2 separate regions of the Mus musculus genome follow, and region 1 is linked to region 2. Evidence: chromatin contacts called from public HiChIP or PLAC-seq data. All regions are on one chromosome and are shown on one strand. The core of a region is the stretch at or near the end of the contact, and the rest is flanking DNA. Distances in the headings are between cores, read along the strand shown.

Evidence for each region. HiChIP or PLAC-seq counts read pairs in DNA pulled down with a chosen protein or histone mark.
Region 1: a BATF HiChIP or PLAC-seq map of CD8 T cells shows a contact between it and region 2, with 6 read pairs. The contact joins two enhancer-like sites. A contact is called at or near these places in 2 of 15 datasets of contacts at CTCF or cohesin (large pre-B cells and pro-B cells), 12 of 484 Hi-C or Micro-C datasets (the C10 cell line, DN3 thymocytes, the G1E-ER4 cell line and 8 more), 5 of 115 datasets of contacts at active chromatin or transcription factors (CD8 T cells, the HPC-7 cell line, T-cell acute lymphoblastic leukemia and 2 more) and 1 of 9 other capture datasets (adipose tissue).

What each region holds. Positions count from the first base shown.
Region 1 is chr10:21,111,503-21,114,202 of GRCm38.p6, forward strand. No RefSeq gene overlaps it. Among named protein-coding and RNA genes, the nearest start is that of Myb, 48 kb to the right of the region's middle. Within about 2 kb of position 1,374, at least 15 of the 459 cell types and tissues checked have an H3K27ac peak or open chromatin away from gene starts, as enhancers often do. A contact at or near this core is called in pro-B cells, where this site is marked.
Region 2 is chr10:20,991,351-20,994,079 of GRCm38.p6, forward strand. All of the region lies in intron 15 of Ahi1 (Abelson helper integration site 1), which reads left to right. Among named protein-coding and RNA genes, the nearest start is that of Ahi1, 40 kb to the left of the region's middle. Within about 2 kb of position 1,476, at least 24 of the 459 cell types and tissues checked have an H3K27ac peak or open chromatin away from gene starts, as enhancers often do. A contact at or near this core is called in pro-B cells, where this site is marked.

The DNA.
Region 1 (2,700 bases), core at 124-2,623, 120 kb after region 2:
ATTTTCTAGAATATTCTTTGATGTCTTTGCCTCTTCTTTCTTCTAAGTATAACTTGAAAGCATATCATCCAAGTTGAAAGCATCCTCTTGGGGTTTGATGACCTTGCTTTCATTTGAAAGACCCTTTCTTGAGCTTCCTGGGACAGGTAGCAAATGATTAGTAGCAAATATCCTGAGTCATGCTGAACAGCCTGAAGCCTGAACTCAAAAGCTGTCACAAACTATAGGCAAGGGAAAGACTCACTCCATGTCTAAGGGAAATATCAAGATACAGGTCCAAGTTTACTCTTTAATGGAGGAAAAATGTTAGGAAACACAGAAGCAAAGAGCAGCTTGAGGAAACAGACTGTGGTGGTCTTGGGAGCACCGCTGGACTCTGCAGTGGTCTTGGGAGCACCGCTGGACTCTGCAGTGATCTTGGGAGCACCGCTGGACTTTGCTTCCTCCTGGTAGTGGCAGCAGCACTATGGGTCTAGCTGTACATTCTGTCAATGGGCAGCAAGCTTTTTTTTTTTTTTTTTTTTTTGGTTTTTCGAGACAGGGTTTCTCTGTGTAGCCCTGGCTGTCCTGGAACTCACTCTGTAGACCAGGCTGGCCTCGAACTCAGAAATCCACTGCCTCTGTCTCCCAAGTGCTAGGATTAAAGGCATGCGCCACCACCGCCCGGCGGCAGCAAGCTTTTATGATTCTGTGCAGTTTGCATCAATTCACCAAAGCATCTCTCCAGTGACTTGTGTTCGGAAGGCTGTGTAGGTCTCCACACCAGTTCTTGATGATGCTTGTCCTGCTATTTCTTCAGTGCATAGCTTTGAGTGAGTTGAAGAAAGGTCCTGTAAAATAATTTTTTTGGAAGCATGCTCCCTTTTGGAACCAACTGTGCAGTGATAATAATACTTGCTATTGCCATATTTTTCACTTAACTTTTTTTTTAAATCAGAAAGACACATGCCACTCTCAAGGAATCAAGAATTTTCAACAAAAATATTAAAGTATATTCTGTTTTCTGAAATCCAATTCCAGATAAACAGAATAGTGTGTCAAACAAGTTTCTTGTGCACAAACATTGCTCAGTGTTCAAATATATTCTATCCACACTTTCTGAAATTCTTTAGAATTTATTCCCACTATGAATGCTTTTATAGACAGCATCTCCATGAGTGAACATTTAAAAGAACAGGTAACATAAAGAACTTGGTTCTTTCTAATCCTGCCTCCCAGCCATCAATGCTGTTCGTTGGTTTGCTTTGAAAATGCTTCTTTGGGAAACAGTTAAAATGCATTTTTGTAGGTCAGCTAGCCACCATATCCATTTGTGGGGAACTTCTCTTCCCTTCTATCACTGACCTAGTTGGTAGTAACTGTCATCATTTGCATAAGCAAGCTCACCACTTTGGTCACAGTTGACTAGTCAAGAGCACTCGGCAAGGGGTGTGTAGCAACCCAAGTTTTGTGGATACTGATCATAGAGTTTGATCCTGAAAATTATGTTAGTGACATTCTTGGTCTTTTAATCCTCTGGGGGTACTGGGTCTGAATACTGTGCCTTCATCAGCCTTGAAGCACTGAGCATCTGAGAGCTTACACCCATGACTTCCATGAGCCTGTCTTAGACTACTTGAGTCATTTTCCTTTATGTGTCACCTGAAGCCAGAGAGTCAAAAGTACCAGCTACTTACACTTCTCAGTTTGGTCATTAGCCAGTGGTTGGTCTGGGAGTTCAGAAGCCCAACAAAGTTGCCTTTGTTTGGAGAAACTCAGCACACTATTAACACTTTAGAACTCTCTTGCAGAATCCAACCAAGTATGGGATTTAAAAAAAAAAAAAAAGTCCTATGTTACTTAGCATCTCCCTTCCTTATCCCCCCTGCATCCCTTCCATTTCCTTCTTCCTGACAGCCTTTCTTTATACTACACATTTGCACATATAGCCTCATCACAGGCTTTGCTTCAAGGGAATGTGACCCAAACCAACAGTGGCTGAGCCTGGCTTCCTGAGCCTGGCTTCCTGAGCTGAGTGCCTAGAGCTATGAGACAGAACCTTACCAGGACAGAGGTCTGCAGCTGCTGATGGTTTAGAAGCCAGAGATGGCTGGACTTACAGACTGAAGCACAGACAACCCTGATGGTGCTGCAGGCTCTGCCTCCAGGTGTCTTTGAGGCTATCTCCTCTCCTACTCTTCCGAAAATGTGGTCAAGATAGTTAGATTCCTGTTATTGCATTCTAGAAAACCCTAATGGAGTTAGGACCAAAGATCGCAAATGCTTTTGGCCATTTCATGGGAAAACAGAACAGAACACTGACCTACAGACAGCATTGTGGTTAAGATATAAAGTCCCCCACCTCACGACTCTTCAGTTCAAGGCTTGGTTACCAATTGATCAGCTTTGGGGACTGATTGGCTCCTGATCTCATCAATGGAACAATTTACTGATGGATTCATAATTTGAACTATTGGGAGATGACATGAACGTTAGAAGGTAGCAGGTGTGGGGTGGAAGGTGGAGGGTAGAGAGGGTGTGGTTAAAGGAAGTAGTAAAGAATCATGGGAAGCCATGCCTTGTCCCGACTACTTCATCTAGTTGTTCCAGGCTGTTCTTGCACTGTGGTTCCTGACTGCTACAAGACGAACAGCCCCTTCCACACACTCCTGCTCAGTAATTTTCTGCTTGCTCTAGGCCCAAAGCAACAGAGCTGATCAA
Region 2 (2,729 bases), core at 226-2,725:
CAATTTTTGATAAATGCATATACCTTGCCAAAAAAAAATGTTTAAAGCTCAAAATGTTTCACCATATTTCCCAGGCTCTTTGTCGCCTATTTTTAAAAAGGGGAAGCTTAGGAAGAAGTAAGATAACTTCAAGACATCTAAAATCTGGCACAACTCTTTTTAGTGGTATAGGTACAAAACAAATGAGAGTTATTTTAGTCTCTGAGTGTTTTACTCATTGAATATAGGCTACAATCAGTAGTTCAAATAATCATTAGTTTTTTACTAAAATTTTTAATGTTTAATTAACCTATTACAGTTTTGCCCTATATTTTTTTAACACATGGATATTTTGCTCAAACTGTGTTTTCTCAGAATGAAGTTCACATGTGGTTTTACTGAGTTTTAATGATAAAAAGTTCAAAAGAAACAGAACAGCTAAGTTACTTTTAAAATAGCTTCTGAAATATTCAAGGAAAAAGAAGCAAGTTCTTTTTTTTTTTTTTTTTGTAAGTTAAATCAGCTCCAAGCGAGACCACAGTGGTAGCTAAATGTATCAGCCGTCTTTCCGTCCCAGCAGAATCTGTGAGAGTCAGCAAGGGTCTCTCCTGCTGAGCGCATGTTCAGCTTGTGGTCTTTGAGTCCCTCGTTCTACTGAAGTTTTGCTTTTTTTTTGTAAGAAGTGTAATTTTTACTTTCAGAAGGCAGTTTTATTTGTCTGATTTTGAAAGGGTTAATCATCTAGTAATACAAAGTTTAGTCACCGCGTACCACAAATAATGTGCATCGAGGGTTCCCACAACAAAGTACATCTCAGAGAAACGGTTTCTGCTGAATTAACTCCATGAAGCCAGGCGTTAGCAATAAATATTCTGTTATTAAACAGTGTTTGTCTACTTATGTCTCTAGGATGTTTTTGCACATTTAAGAATTATTAGTACCTAACAGCACTATGTATTAACACTATGAATATATCTGTTTAAAATTTTTCACTATGGTTTTATGACATAAGTGTTTTTACAGTTTTACAGGATCTAGGAGTTGAATCACTGAGAACTGGTTTATGTTTTGTTTGTTTGTGTTTTGTTTTGTTTTGTTTATTTGAGGCAGGGCTTCTCTTTGTAGCCCTGGCTATCTTGGAACTCACTCCATAGGTCAGTCTACCCTGGAACTCAAAGATCCACCTGCCTCTGTCTAAGATCAAAGGCATACACCACTATCGCTCAGCCAAAATTTATACTCTTATTTGCCTTCTAAATTTATTAGCAAACGACCTGCTATATTAGGTTTCAAATGGTAAAACTTTTCTCTATAGTATCAGTTTCTCTGGAATATGTAATTTTTGTGGAATTTTTATACCTTGTAGGAAGCAAAGATGTAGGCTTGTTTATTTGTTTATTATCAGCACCTAGCCTGAATGCTGACATACATGACTGTGTATGTTAAGTAGAGTCAAGTCTGTTTGGCAACCTCTTAAAATTGCTAACCCCAGGTAATGAGCCTGAGTTCTCACTAGGTGGCAGTGTCCCTTTCTGTGGCAGTGCAGACCTTTCCCAGCACCTGTTATGCACCAGGCTCACTTGAGCTGTAAACCCAAGGGTTGGACTCAGTTTACCTGCTCATTGCTGGTCCTTTCTCCTGTTTACAGAGGTGATTACACACCCGACAACCTTTAGTCAAACTAAAAGCCATTTCTACAATGACTTCTACAAGGACTTTAGAACTGGAATTCAGTGATCTGGAAACGATCTAGTCAGAAATAGACCGGTGATCTGCTTTGTCATGCTGGTAGCTTTATTTTTCACAGTGTGGCATGCTCTCCCATAGTTCAGGGACATAGACACATTTAAGTTCATAAAATTCTGTTACAGGCAAGCATGGAGGCACATGCATGGAATCCCAGTATTTGGAAGGTAGAGACAGGAGGGTCATGACTTCTAGGTCATCCTTGGGTACACAGAGCTTCCAAGGCTAGAGACCCCATCTCTCAAGTTGCTAATTGCCTATAGTGTTTATAAGGCACTGTGTTTAGCATAGACTTTGGCAGTGTGTGTTTGCATTAAGAATTAAACTTCTTACAGAATAGAGTTATTTCTTTTTTCTTTTTTAAAAGATTTATTATTATCCATAAGTACACTATAGCTGTCTTCAGACACCCCAGAAGAGGGCGTTAGATCTCATTACAAGTGGTTGTGAGCCACCATGTGGTTGCTCGAATTTGAACTCAGGCCCTTCAGAAGAGCAGTCAGTACTCTTACCTGCTGAGTCATCTCACCAGCCCAAGAGTTATTTCTTGAATTTTATGAAAATATAAGATGGCACCACTAGTGAATTTGGGATTATTGAGAACAGTGGCAGTCATAGCTAAGATCAAGTACTTTCTTATAGAATACTTCCCAAATACTTGAGAAAAAATCTCATTATTGTCACTATTAATGGATGATGAAACCAAGGCACCACAGAATGAAGTAACTCTCCTAAGGTCACAGAGTTGTGGGTAAAACTACCATTTGACTTCAGGCTGCCTGACTAATGTCTTCACAGGATAATACCTAGGTGATATAAATTTAATACCCACAGCGTATGTATCATTTAATGTCTTCCATATGTGATTAAAAGTCCAATTCAGATATTATAATTTTCATCCTTTCAGAAAATTACACCATTGTCGGGCGCCAGTCGTGGGGAAATAAAGGGGATGGGAGAAATGACCCACGTCCCACCAGAGCTCCGGGGCTCTAGGCGGACAG